Linked DNA regions of Pan troglodytes: region 2 is linked to region 1. Evidence: chromatin contacts called from public Hi-C data. All regions are on one chromosome and are shown on one strand. Each heading gives the region's core, a stretch centred on a gene start, on an enhancer-like site or on the middle of the called end of the contact. The rest is flanking DNA. Distances are from core to core; before and after follow the strand shown. Region 1 holds the start of PROK1 (prokineticin 1). Region 2 holds the start of KCNC4 (potassium voltage-gated channel subfamily C member 4).

The links. Hi-C and Micro-C count contacts between places; a contact is called where the count stands out from the background.
Region 2: a Hi-C map of stem cell-derived neural progenitor cells shows a contact between it and region 1, with 2.4 times the contacts expected there. The contact joins the promoter of KCNC4 here to the promoter of PROK1 in region 1. A contact is called at or near these places in 5 of 7 Hi-C or Micro-C datasets (blood, induced pluripotent stem cells, a lymphoblastoid cell line and 1 more), 1 of 1 datasets of contacts at active chromatin or transcription factors (stem cell-derived excitatory neurons) and 1 of 1 other capture datasets (stem cell-derived neural stem cells).

The regions. Positions count from the first base shown.
Region 1 is chr1:120,739,623-120,746,589 of NHGRI_mPanTro3-v2.0_pri, forward strand. PROK1 (prokineticin 1) reads right to left here and starts at 3,089. Exons shown (of 3, transcript XM_001162989.4): 1 at 2,863-3,089; 2 at 66-191. The coding sequence starts at 2,934.
Region 2 is chr1:120,979,436-120,985,828 of NHGRI_mPanTro3-v2.0_pri, forward strand. It overlaps KCNC4 (potassium voltage-gated channel subfamily C member 4), which reads right to left and starts at 3,943. Exons shown (of 4, transcript XM_016925872.4): 1 at 2,102-3,943. The coding sequence starts at 2,779.

The DNA of each region.
Region 1 (6,967 bases), core at 1,839-4,338:
CATCACCCTCTGCTCCCCGCATGGCCCACCCACATATGTGCACCCATGCAGTGTCTGCAGAGTACCTTGTGGCTGCCGGGGTGGCACTCCTCGCCTTCTCGCCCCAGCGGGGTGCACATCCGCAGCCCTCGAAGCCACAGGCTGATGGCACAGCAGGTGCCTGCCCCACACTGGACATCCCGCTCACAGGCCTGTAGGAGGGAGAGAGAAGGGAACAGTTCATTAGTGCACCCAAGAGAAAGCAGAAGGGAAGGGTAGATCCAAAAAGCCCTTATCAGGATGGAGCAAGAAGAGGCTGAGAGTATCACCCCCGGCCTTAGCCTAACAGAACACCCTGGGCCACACTTTATTGCCTTGCTCCCCTCATGGGGAGGCTCAGGGCTCAGCGGGGCATTGGATCTGGATCTGAGGAACTTCCAAGCTCCTGGAGGCCACTCAGAAGGAAGACAGTCCTCCTTTTCTGACAAGGCTGGAGGTTAGAAGGCATTGCTTTTCTAGGGCTAAGTAGATGCTCAGTGGATGCTGGTGGAATTGAATTAATTAGAATTCTCAGAGGTGGGAGGGACCCTGATGGCCCAAATTCCTGGGTGGTCAGTACTGAGCTGCCTTGGACCAGGAGTCTCCAGCCCTGACTCTGCACTGTGGTCAGTCCCTCCCCTCTGCATGGAAGCACCCCCATCCTGGCCCTCAAGTGGCCCAGCCTCAGCCGAGGGGCCAGCACCCCAGTGAACAGGTGCCTCTCCCAGGGTTTCTCTACTGACTTCCATGATCCCCAGAGAGGATCGCAGAACAGGGGCTGAGCGGCCCTGCCTGGTTTGGGGAAGGTACCATTTGTAAAGAAGGCCACATTAAATAAGCTCACATTTAACGTGAGCCCACGTTAAATAAAAGCCAGAGCCAGGGAAGACAGAACTCTTAACTGCCCCAGACTCAGGTGGGGACCTGCTGAAGAAGCATCCACACTTGCCATTCTCAGAGATGCTATGTGGCTTTTCTGAGCTGAAATGCAAAGCTGGGCTTTGGATCACTCTTCTCCAATAAAAGCCTATGGGCACCTTCAGGCTGCTGTGTGGGACGTGGCAGGACCTGGAAGCCTCCTACTTGCTCAGACCCAAGAGGGAAAGAGTGGATGTCAGCTCCACAGATCATGCAGAGGAGTTACGGGTGGTGGGCACCCAGCTGTGCCTGTCTCCAGCCCAGCAAGGCCACATCTCACACCCAGCCAGGCTGCAAAAGCTTGGGGTTGGGGTAAAGGAAACCCCAGTCGACTCTTCTTCTCCCATAGAGGTGGGGCATCACTGTCCCACTCTTGGAAGAAGGATCATAAAGCCTTGGATGTGGGGACAGTTACAGTCCAGGGAGCAGGGGAGTGTAGAGGTGGTGGAGCCTGGGCTCCTGCTGAAAATCAGAAGTGAGACACCAGCAGGACATGGAGGATGTGGGGAGCCTGGGGTTTCCTGACTTCCCCTTACTGCCCTGTTCTCACCACTCACCTGTCTTTCCTGGGTTTCCCTCACCTAGGGAAAAGTGCTCTCTATTGTGCTTTTCACCGTGAAAATGTTCGCCTGCCGCTCTCAGATCTGTCTGCCCTGATGTTACTCTGGGCCAGTGCTGGAGCTGGCACGGGTGGTGAGGCAAGCCTGGCATCCAGGCCAACCACGCTGCTCCTGCCCTCACCGCGCAGCAGCCGGGGCTTCTCTCCATTGTTCTTGCCCTCCCAGATTTTCAAGCTACCCCATAGAAGGGCAGCCTACAGTGCAAACACTTCATTAGGTATAATTCTGCCTTCACAATTATTTTTATTTTTGCTTTGGATCTCAAAAGCATTTGACTCGCCTTTAATATTTGTTCTTTTGAACTCAGTGTTTTTCCTTTAAAAGAGAAAAGAAAGAATTTGTCCTTTCTGTGAATGGTAAAATTAACCCAATTCCAGGAATTGTTTGGCATTTCTCTACATTTCCACTATCCATGTAAAAAGCTGGTGGAGGCTGAACTAAAAGTTAGTTTCCCTGCTCCCCCGACCTTTTTCTTCCAGTGGATTTTATATGGAAAGCTCTCAGGTAAAGCATTGCTTTCTGCTTCAATAAGAATGGTCCTGCTACCATAACACATCATGTGCCCCTATTTGAAGGTGGTTTGAGGTAAAAGCAAACTTCTGAGAGAAAGCCATGATCTGAATATTTTGAACCAATTGTACAGTGCCCATATGCTGAACCTCTGCTTCTCTGCTTCGAGACTGGATTTCTACTTGTTATCTGGATGCTTGCTTTGGGGTACACTCAGCTGAATGTTAGTGTCACCCATATTTCTCTCAGAACTAACTAGGCAGGCACAGAGTGAAAGAGTTGCAAAGATATCCTTTCTAAGCAGAGGTTAAGTTTATACAATAGAAGTTTATAAGCTTACCACCTTTAATTAAGCTTACTGCCTTTAATTAAGTCAACATGCTATGTAAATTAATATTAATATTAATATGTGAATCAGGCCATAAATAAAAATTAAAATTCACACAAAAGATAAATTAAGGTTTGCCAATCCACTTTATAAAGGAATTCCTTATTACTTAATAGGAATCTTCATTTTACCAAAGGACTGAACTTCAAAATATTCAATGCTCTGCTAACACATTTAAAACAGGATTTGATTCATACACAGCTTCTCAAAAGCAGATCCCATTTAGTAGAGTGAGGTCTAACTAGTCTGAAAATCGCATGCAATCCCTTTAATGCATAATTCCCCATTCCCTTTGGTTCACACTGTGTTGAGCCAACAGAGCCTCCTGCATGGTTCCTGGGCTCACAACCCGTGCAGACCCTGACATCTTCCCAAAACCCAAGGCACAGAGAATGTTAGGCGACTTACCCCTGTGATCACAGCACAGTCAGACACAGTTACTAGGAGGAGCATAATTGAGACTCGCGTGGCACCTCTCATGGTCACTTGGGGTGAAGGCAAAACACTGCCTGCTTAGATGCCTCTCGCTTCCTCCCGCTCAGCCTTGTGCCTGGCAAGCTGGGGAGGCCAGGCTCTCCTGCATCCCCCGCCTCCTCCCAGATGTTTACACTCAGGATCCAGGGCTGCCTGTGGATGCCTCATCTCTGCTCTTCCCTTCTCCAACACCGATGTTACTCAGATGATCTCAGAAGCGAAGATGAGACCTGAATCTCTAACAACATCAAATCAACATCAAAACCAATAAAAATGGATACTTCGGGGGCTTTGACGGTTGCTCTAACTCTCCCAAGAACGCAGTGATTCAGACAGTTATGTATATTTCACTCAATGTTCTTTTCTGCCTCTGGGTATCCTTCTATATTACTTGGGGCAGAGGAAATCCTCTGGTAATGAATTAAGGGATTTGCAACATCACCATTTATCCTTCCCTGCACCAAACTATGCAACATACAAGATTATTGGTTCCCTCACACTCACGCCAAGACTTATCTAGGCATTTACCATGGGCTCAACACAGAGGTAGCTGAGAAGACAGAAGAGGGTGAGGTGGTATCCTTATTTCTCTAAAAGGTTACAATTATAGTGAGGAGCCATAAGACAGTGAGGAAAAAAAGACCAGACTTGTGGGGCTGATGTTCCTAAGTGACACACACATAAGGATTTGCTCTCTCATGGGCTCAGGATGAACACCAGCAAGTGTCCCTTGGTACAATGACCCAAGGGCGGAAAGCCAGCAAACACACAGGGCACACACTCTCTCAGTACCCTGCATAGCCGAGCTGGTATGGGCTGTGGCTGAAAGGTACCAGAGCCACACCACTGGCCTTCCAGTTTTAGGGGTGAGCATGAGAGTGGCCTTATCCGTGAGTGTATAAACACGGTGGGCTCAGATGCCAGTCTGGTGGGAAGTTGACTTTTGGGATGGCCCCTCCGCCTGTGAGGGAAGCCCCTGACCCCAGCCCTCTCTGTGTCATACGACCCAGAGAGAGCTCCCAGTGCTTTGTCAGATGATCTGCCTTCTCTCCACAGTAATAAAAGCCAACATTTCCCAAGGTATGTGTTGCAATATGTTAATACACAAATAAACAAATAAAAGACTTCTACAGTCAAAAATTTGGGAAACACAAACCGGCTTGTTTTTTGCAGAACTTTTCAGGGCCTTTCATATGCTAATAAGTGTTTGAAACACCAAGTGGGAAATGCAGTTTGTAGTATTTCACAAACAGATTCATCCACAAAACCTTTCTCATCAAATGTCACAGGGGTCTAGGGTTTCCACATTGAAACGTTGATAGGCATTTATGAGTGCAGAGAGGAAGATTAACTAGCACGGGAGCTGGGAGCTAAGCCCCCAGAGGCAGATGCTTTGATTCAGATCGATGGCTTCATGACCTTGAAAATATTGCTAATCTCTCCAAGCCTCAGTTTTCCTATCTATAACATGGGATAAGAATAGCATTTACATCATACGATTTTGCAAGTATTCATCTATTTATTTATTCATTGACTATATTTATTGAGAGCCTACTGTATAGAAGACACTGTTCTTGGCACTGGGAATATAGCAGTGAACAAAACAAAACCCTGTCCTCATGCAATTTTGACTATAGTCAAGGAGACAGGTAATAGACAAATAAACAGATTTGTAATAAAATGGCCAGTTGTGTTGGGCACTGTTAAAAAGGAAGGCCAGGCGCAGTGGCTCATGCTTGTAATCCCAGCACTTTGGGTTCGAAGGTAGAGGCAGGCGGATCACTTGAGGTCAGGAGTTCGAGACCAGCCTGGTCAACATGGTGAAACCCCGTCTCTAGTAAAAATATAAAAATTAGCCAGCTGTGGTGGCTCACGCCTGTAATCCCAGCTACTCGGGAGGCTGAGGCAAGAGAATCACTTGAACCTGGGAGGCAGAGGTTGCAGTGAGCTGAGATCGCACCACTGCACTCCAGCCTGGGCAACAAAACGAGACTCCATCTCAAAAAATAAAAAAAAGGTGGTGGGGAGAAAGGCAGGGAAAGCAACGGACCTTGACAAATGGTGATATTTTAGATGTGGTGAGGGTCTCTCTGAGAAGGCACTTGTGCAGATGACTGATAAAGTGAAGGAGTGAGCTGGACAGAGCCTGGATGAAAAGTCAGTGCAACAACCCTGTGGCAGGGCTTTTTGGCCAGTTCCAGGAAAAGCAAAGAGCAAGGTGAGCCAGGGGACGGGATGGGAGGGGATGCAGTTGGAGCAGGAGCCAAAGGCCAAATCCAGCCTCCTCGTGGGACATGGCAGGAAGCTGACTCCAAGTGTGATGGGAACCCTTGGAGAGTTTGGAGCAGGGGAGAGGCAGGATCTGGTATACACTTGGATTTTTTTTAGAGACAAGGTCTTGCTCTGTTAGCCAGGTTGAAGTGTGATTATAGCTCACTGCAGCCTGGAACTCCTGGGCTCAAGCGATGCTCCTGCCTCAGCCTCCAGAGTAGCTAGGACTGTAGACACGCACCACCGCGCCTGGCCTGATTCACACCTTGAAAGGATCCCTCTGACTGCAGATGGAGAGTTAAGTGAGGTGATGCATATGAAGTGCTTACCACAATGCCCGGCACACAGCAGCATTTGCTACCAATGGCCAGTTTTTTCTATAAACATATGAACTTGTATGCTTTAATATAAAATTCTCCTGGGAGGTGAGAATCAAAATAATGAGTCTGTAAGGCCCACCTGTACACTGTGACACTGGGCCGGGCTGGTGACAGAAGAACCAAGAGACCATCCGAGCCTTGGAGGACCTTCTGCTCTGGGAGAAAAGCTACCTAGGGAGGAGGCAGCACTTTGCTGGGGGCTTGGAACACCTTACAGAAGTGGTCCTGTGGGCTCTGCTTGCCCTGCACACACTACCCCACCTCACAAGGTTGCCTTCCAAGAGACAATGTCAGATCAGGTGATTCTCAGGCTAACACCTGTCCCATTCGCTCCCCTATTCTCACTCCCTCCCTCCCCACTGCCCCAAACACACAAAACTAATCATCTCACAATTGCAGTGAAGAATGGTAGCAAGAAATGCTGTTGCAAAACAAAACCAATAGCATTGATTAAAAGCATTTTATTTCTCTTGAATGCTAGTGCTTGAGGAAAAGCCATTTTAATTAGAGGAGGGCAAGGGACAGAGGGCAACTTGGTGGAAATCCCAGAAGAGACTCTGAGGAGCTCCGGGGATAAGCAGTACTGATTCTTTATTCAATAACTCAATTACGCATTCATTCAGTTCCTTCCATGTGTCAGGACCAGCAACTCGCACTTCTAGGGTCTAATTTCCCTCTAGACCTTAGAGCTCTCCTGTTCCCATGTCTAGGTGGATTTCAACAGTACTTGATTCTTTTTTGCCATGGTTAGGGTTACTTTTTGGCTGCCAGGTGCAGTGTGGAAAAGGACAGTGGAAAGGAGAGGAAAACCCTGAACTAAGCAAGCATGAACTGGAGGAGACAAAGGAGGGAAGCCGGAGGGGAGGTGAGACAAGAAGCAAGTGGTAAAAAATGGAGGGGAAACGGTTAAAGTGCTAAAAGTGGACTTGGTTCCGCTGAGGGAGGAGAGAGCTAGTGGAGAAGATGTGCCGGGCAAGCCTTTCCCAGAATCCTACACACCTGCGGAGAGAATGAGGGCAGGTGGGCAGCATGCCATTGAGTGTCTGTGTAGAAGGGCTACGTGCAGTTCACATCTCATAACGTCAGCCTGGCCCTTATTTCTCTGCTTTAGCTGATGTCAGTGTCACCATGGACCATTTATACAGACGTGTGTGTGTGCGCGTGTAGCAACAGCCAATCTCAAGGCCTACCTTGAGGGGCCCCTCAAGATGTAGGGCGACCTTCTCATGGAGTGAGACTATGGAGTGGAATATTCCCTGACCTGGCATAGTCCCCTGAGACTGTTTACCTTCAGGCATGGAGTAAGTCTCACCCAAGCATGGGGGAGAGGTTGAGAAGCCCCTTTCCACTCTACCTTAAGATCATGGTTATTGTTCTGCAAGCTAGAA
Region 2 (6,393 bases), core at 2,693-5,192, 240 kb after region 1:
AAGAAACTTAATGTCTCTGAATCCTGGTTTTCTCAATGTTTAAATGGAAGAATTAACCTTGCTCCATCATAAACTTCAAGACCTCAGCTGGAATGCCTGGGCTGATGTGATTCCATGTCAAAGGGGCAAAGCACCCTGGGTTCCTGGAAGACTTCCAGGGGCAGGCCAGGCTCTGAGCTTACTCAAAGAGGCCCCCTGGCTTGGCCATTCAGCAGTGAGTTAGGAAGAAAATAAACTCAATGATATGTGGGGTGCCACCTGGAATTCCAGAGGGGAAGAAGAGCAGGTGAAAAGGCCCCAGAAGTCCCAGAATGCTCAGAAATAGGGCCTAGCTCCCCTAACCACCTCATCTCATCCCTGCTTCCCTGGTTTGTCCCCTTTCCCCATCTCTATCTCTGTCTCTCCTCCCCGACCCCCAACTTTGAAAGAGTCTGAATGATGTGTGCCTGCTCTCTCTCCCCTAATGCAGACAGCCAAGTGCTAACACTAGCAAGGTTAGTGACCTACATGAGAAGCCTGTAGAACTCACAGCAGACCCAGGCCAGGGGCATCACTATGCCCTCACCTTCTTAGCCAGTCTCAGGGCTGCAAGGAAAGAAACCCAGACAGTTGCCTCTAGCTTTGTTGTCAGTCCTGAGAAAGATCCCTGCCTTCTCGTGGCTGCCTGCAGCCCCAGCCCGGTATGCCATGGCCCCTGAGACCTCTGCTCCTCCCTTCTCTTCCAGGCAGAAGATGCATCTGCCCTGGCCTGGCATTTATGCCAGCCTGGCTTTTCCCTGCAGGCCTGTTCCCCAATTCCCTATCCTGCCTTCTTCTATGACTAGGAAGGAGTCCAGCACAGGGGTGCTGGGAAAGGGAGGGTGCTCTGAGACTCATTAACATGACAATTTGGGATGCTGGAGGAACCAACCAGGTTCCACAGCAAGCAGCAGTCCCCAGACCTAACAAGTTATACATTGCTCTTTCCTGTCTCCCAGACAGACCCCAGCCAGGCTTTAGGCTGCTGACCATGAGATCCGACACCAGCCCCCAGAGTTTGCTTTCTTTAAAGAATCTAAAGCCATCCTTCAGGGATTTTTTTTTTTTTTTTTTTTTTTTTTTTTTTAGCTGTCCAAGCATAATGGGGGAAGCACCATTATGCTCGTTCTCCCCTTTCACCTAAAGGGGTTAGGGAAACTGGATTTACTTGGGGAGGAGGTGGTAGGTCTTGCCTAAATCAACCTGTGCTTCCCCCTTCCCTCATACACCCATTTCAAGCAGTAACCTGAACCAGGGCTTTCTGGAAAGACAGTTTGTGCTGCAGCAGAAAGAAAAGAAGCGGCAACAAAAATCTGGTATCATCACCAGGAAGCCTGTGGCTGGCCACTGGCCGTGGGAGCCTGCAGAGCCTAGAACACTAGGCCCTTCGTGTTTAATTCTCCTCTCACCCCAGCTGAGGCCAGGACATCCCAGGTGTGCAGGAAGCCTCAGGGGCATGGTATCCTCCCTGGCAGAAAGAATGCCTTTCTTAAACCTGGAAAGGAGGCCGGATTGTGGTCTCAGCTTTGCCTCTTCTGCGCTTAAGATGCTGAAGCCTATATCCTCCTCTCTGAAGTGCATAGTTGTGAGCACACTGAGCTGCTGGGAGGATGTAAATGAGGTGGCACGGCATGGAAGCATCTAACAAAACCCACCCTAGTTTCCTTCCTCTCAACCCTGCCTGCCCCCATCAGAAGGCCAAATTCCAGCTCTTCCAGGACCGTAGTCCTGTGTGGAGTGGAGGGCAGCTGAAGATAGGGCAGCCTGTGCAGACCAAAGAAGGGGGTGGAGGAGCTGAGCTGGGCACCCCACTCACTGGAGGGGATGCGGCAAAGCAGGCAGCTGGGACTGGGTCCAAGTAGTAAGTCAAGTGTGTGCAATCTCCTGATGGAGCGTGCAGGGGAGAGGGTGGGAGTGTGTAATTCCCCTGCGAGCCACGGAGGGGGGTTGAGAGGAAGGCGGGAACAATCTGCGGTGGTAAGGTAAGTCAGGCTCGGTCCCTGCTCCTCCCGGCCCCTACCCACCACCCACCACGGACCCCTTGCAGACCCAAGATGGGGAGACACGGGCTCCTGCCACTCACCCTAGCGGCCCGGGAGGAGTAGGGATCCTCGAAGAGCGCCCACATGCGGGGCTGCCAGCCGCGGCAGCCCCCAGACCCGGCGCCATGGCCCGCGCCTCCCTCGTGGGGGCCCAGTCGCTGCAGGGCCAGCTCCCGCTCATCGTCGCCGGCCTCGTCGCTGGGCCCCGCGCCGCTGCCACCTCCGTCCGGGCTCTCGAAGATGTCGAGCGCCTCCTCGGCGTCGCGGTGCTGCCGGTAGGTCATCCAGCAGCAGGGTTCCACGTCGGTCTCGTCGATGCCCCAGAAGGTGAGCTCCTCTTCGAAGAGCGGCCCGCACACGTCGGCGGGGCAGTGCAGCTTGCCGGTGCGGTAGTAGTTGAGCACGTAGGCGAAGACGCCCGGGTGCCTGTCGAAGAAGAACTCGCAGCCCCCGCCGCCGCTGCTGCCGCTGCTGCCCACACCGCCGCCATCGGTCTCGGGCCGGCCCCCGCCGTCGGGGTCGGCCAGCCAGGCGAGGCGGGTTCCCGGTAGGGTGCGCAGGGTGCTGCGGTAGGTCTCATGTCGCGTGCCGCCCACGTTGATGATGATCTTCTCCGACGCCTCGCCCTTGGCCATCTCCTCCTTCAGACATGTTTTGGACGGAGGCTTGTTCCCCGACTTGCGCCCGCGGTAGGAGGAGACACACACCGAGCTGATCATAAGAAGCGCTGCGGGGCTCCGGCTTGGGGCGGCCGCTGCCCTCCAAACACCCTTCCCGAGGAGGCACCGTCAGACGGGGGAGGGGGAGGAGACGAAGAGGAGGCAGGAGGCGGTGGCGGCCCCCTCTGCGGCTTGGCCCTGCCCCTGCCTATCCCCCTAGGACGCGGAGCGGGAGGAGTTGGATTTCTCCGGTACACAGGTGGTTGGGGTTAGGGCAGGAAGCTCCGGAGAGAGGGAGGCGGAGAGAGGGAGGACCCGGGGAAGTAGAAGCAAGCACACACGCGGTCCCCCGCTACAACGGGACACACAAACGCTCTGGGCCGGGGACACGCCCCCGCCTTCACCCCGACCAAAGACGAGGAAGCGCACAGTCCACGCGCACCGCGAAGGTTCGGGGCGCTCGCGCCCACACGGGCCACCCTCCGGCTCCAAGACCGCACCAAGCCCCGGAATAGCCGGCTTCCCCGCAGCGGCGGCAGCGCAGCAGCAACAAGTCCTCCGAGCGGCTGCCGGGGCCAGGCCGACACTCTCACGGCAGCTGGAGCTCCGTGGGCCCGGGCTGCTTGCGGTCAACACGAGGCGGCGGCGGCGGCATGTGGCCTCTTCCCCCCATTCATAAATCCAGGGCCGGGCGAGGAAGGCAGGCGGGGCAGAGCAGAGCGCGGCGGCCGGGCGGGCGGGGGCTGCGCAGGGCGAGGCGGCAGCTGGAAAACAAGCGCGCCCGCAGGAGCGAGCCTCGGGTCCTGCGTCCGCGGCTGGGAGCTGCGCCGGACCGGGCGCAGCGATGCGGGGGCCGCGCTGGGGCGGGGGTGCCTCAGACGGGGCGTCCTGCGCGGAGCCGAGCCTGGGGGGCGGGGCCGCTCTGGGGAGCCGGGCTCTGGGCACTGGCGAAGGTGTACCGGGGGCGGCGGCCGAGCGGCCAAGGACACCTGCAGGCTTCCCGGGCCGCGCGGAGAGGGAGCCTCAGCGCAACGCCCCGGCGCCTGGTTCCTGCGATCTGGCGGCGCTGGGAGCCACGCCATCTACGCGTCTGCCCATCTCCGGGCGGGGCGCCGGCCTTGGCTCGCGCGCGGCAGGGGGCGGGCTCGAGGTGGCATAGGGGAGGGGGCGCCTCGGCGCCGGCGGGCTGGGGCCCTAGGGGCTCATGGTCTCCCTCCGGCGCTGGCAGCGGCCGCCACGCCCCAGTGGCGCCTTTTCCTCCGGGGCCCCGCCTCGCCCAGACGCGCCCTTCGCGGGGCGGGGTGGGCGGGGCGCGGCGCAGCGCGGGGCCGACCCGGCTCACTGCAGGCCCTGGCGACCGAGCGCAGTCTTCCTCCCCGGAGCCGAGCCCCAACCAAGCGCGTCACCTCCTCGCCGCCAGTGCCCAGCCCAGCGCGCCGCCCCTGCGCGCCTCCGCCGGCAGCCCCTCCCGCCCCCCTCAGCCCTGCTCCGCGCCTCCCCCGGGCCCGCAGCTCCTCCCACCGCAGCCCGCTGACACCGAAGCGCTCTCGACCCCTGACCTGTAACCTCCGCCCGGCTCTTCTTGCTTCGTCCCTCGCCCCTCCCCGCCAAGCTGGTCGCACTGTTGCCGTTTCACTGCGGCTGACGGAAGGCCAAGGAAGAAAGAGGGTAGAGACGCTGTCGCGAAGATCAGGCTGCCCTCTCCTTTCCCAGGGACCGTGTTGGGGCCTTCTGACCACCCCGCCCCGCATCCTGCGCCTCGGAGGCCCAACGTAGCCCAAGACACCCATGGTCTTGATGCTCTCCGCCTCTGTCCCAGCCACCAAAGCCCCCGCGATGGAATGGGGGACGGGGTGGCCTTGGGCAGAGAAGCGCTTCTTGTGCCGGATGGAAGGAAACCGTAGCTCTGGCTGTGTTCATCGCGAAATGTTTTATGGATGTGGAGTGGGTGGGTGGCCCTGAAAAGTCATTAGTTAAAGCCTTTGCTCGTCATTGCTCTGGGGTCCACATAGGAAATGCCTGTGTCCTGCCTCATGACCCCCTCCTGTTTCTACTCTTATTCTACCCATTACAATTTGACTTTGCCTGTGTATATGTCTCCTCTCCCCTCCCTAACCCTGAGCTCCTGCAGGCGGCATTGTGCTTTTTCATCTTGATAGCTCCCACAGTGCCTGCCTCTGAGAACATGTTTGCTAAGTGATTGAGAAGCTGCCATACCCAAAACGTAGGCACCAACAGGACTTTACTGGCCCTATCCCAAGAGCAATTTCCAGATTCATTTGTTTTTGTTAAGTCCAGAACCTATTTTACATCTTCATATTAATCCCCATTGGGTTTTTTTTTTTCTTTTTTACAGCTTCAGGCAGCCTCCATGCCTGTCTGGATGATGTAAAGAGATCTTGAGGCAGAAATGAAAGGTGAATGACACACCTGCCCTGGACACCTGTGCACCTTCCCAGTTCCAGATCAGGCAGTACCTAGCTCAACTGAGAAAAACAAGACAAGGGCCTATGTGTGTCTCAGGAAAGGTTAAAAGCTCAGTGCCAATGCAAGGGATTTTTACAAGCAAAAGTCTCATTATTAATGAGGCCAGAAAACCAAAATGACAATGATCTTTGATGATCTGTACTGATACGCAGGGGAGGTGAGTTAATCAGAAACACACATTTACTGGCACCCCCTTTGTGCCCAGTCCCTGCTCCTCGAAACTGATGTTTGTATTTCAGAGTTTAGCTGTCTTTGAGTTTGCTGCAGTGAAAAGAAATATCCCAAGTGTGACTGGGAAGAGAAGACCCGGGACAGCCAGAAACTGGAGTGAGGAAGAAAGAACCACAGAATATTAATGTAATGAATAACTTTCAAGTCCTATCTGGTCCGTGTCCTGGCAAAGTCCCTTGGGGTCTCTCCCCTGCTTTCCGTTCATCAGGATGACTGAGCTCAGTAATTGTAAGAAAGGGAGTGTAGTAGGCAAGGGGACAAAACCCATAGTATCCCACCCCTGATTGACTATTGACTTATTAACTCAATGAACACTTATTGAATACCTACGATATGCCAGAAGCAGTTCCGGGCAGTGGAAATACATCAGTGAATAAAACAGCCACTCATCCTAGTAAATCTGCCCAACTGGTGCTTCCACTCTGCAGTGCTTGTGGATAGTGATGAGCACCTGGGGAGATGGGTAAAGGGAGAAAGCTGCCAGGGAAAAAGGAGGCCAAGAGGGAAGGGAGGAAGATCAGAAAGTTGGGACGCGGGCATGGGAACCTAGGAAGAACTGACAAAAACAGAGGGCCCAGCCTGAGAGAGGCAGCTGGGTAAATGTGCATGGGACCAGGGCTCCCAGCTCTGTGCACTGACCAGCTCGGGAGAGGGGAGCTCAGCCTCAGTCCTGAGGCCTCCAGAGAATGCCTCACCCTTGCTGAAGGTTTATTCTAGAACTCTGGGCTCACCTGTTACGTGTACCTCTCTGAGGGAGTCGATATGCTGCAGTTAGCACTATGGGACTTGTCCCCATCATTTCTTTGTGTGAGGTCTTGGTGTTCCCTCAAAACACAGAGCTGGGGAAGGATAGGAGAGCCCCCTGCCCAGGCTACTGTGACACAGCCTACCATGGATGTGAGGGTGCTGCCCTCTGGTGGTGCTAGAACATCCTGGCTCCAGACCTCGCCCTGAGC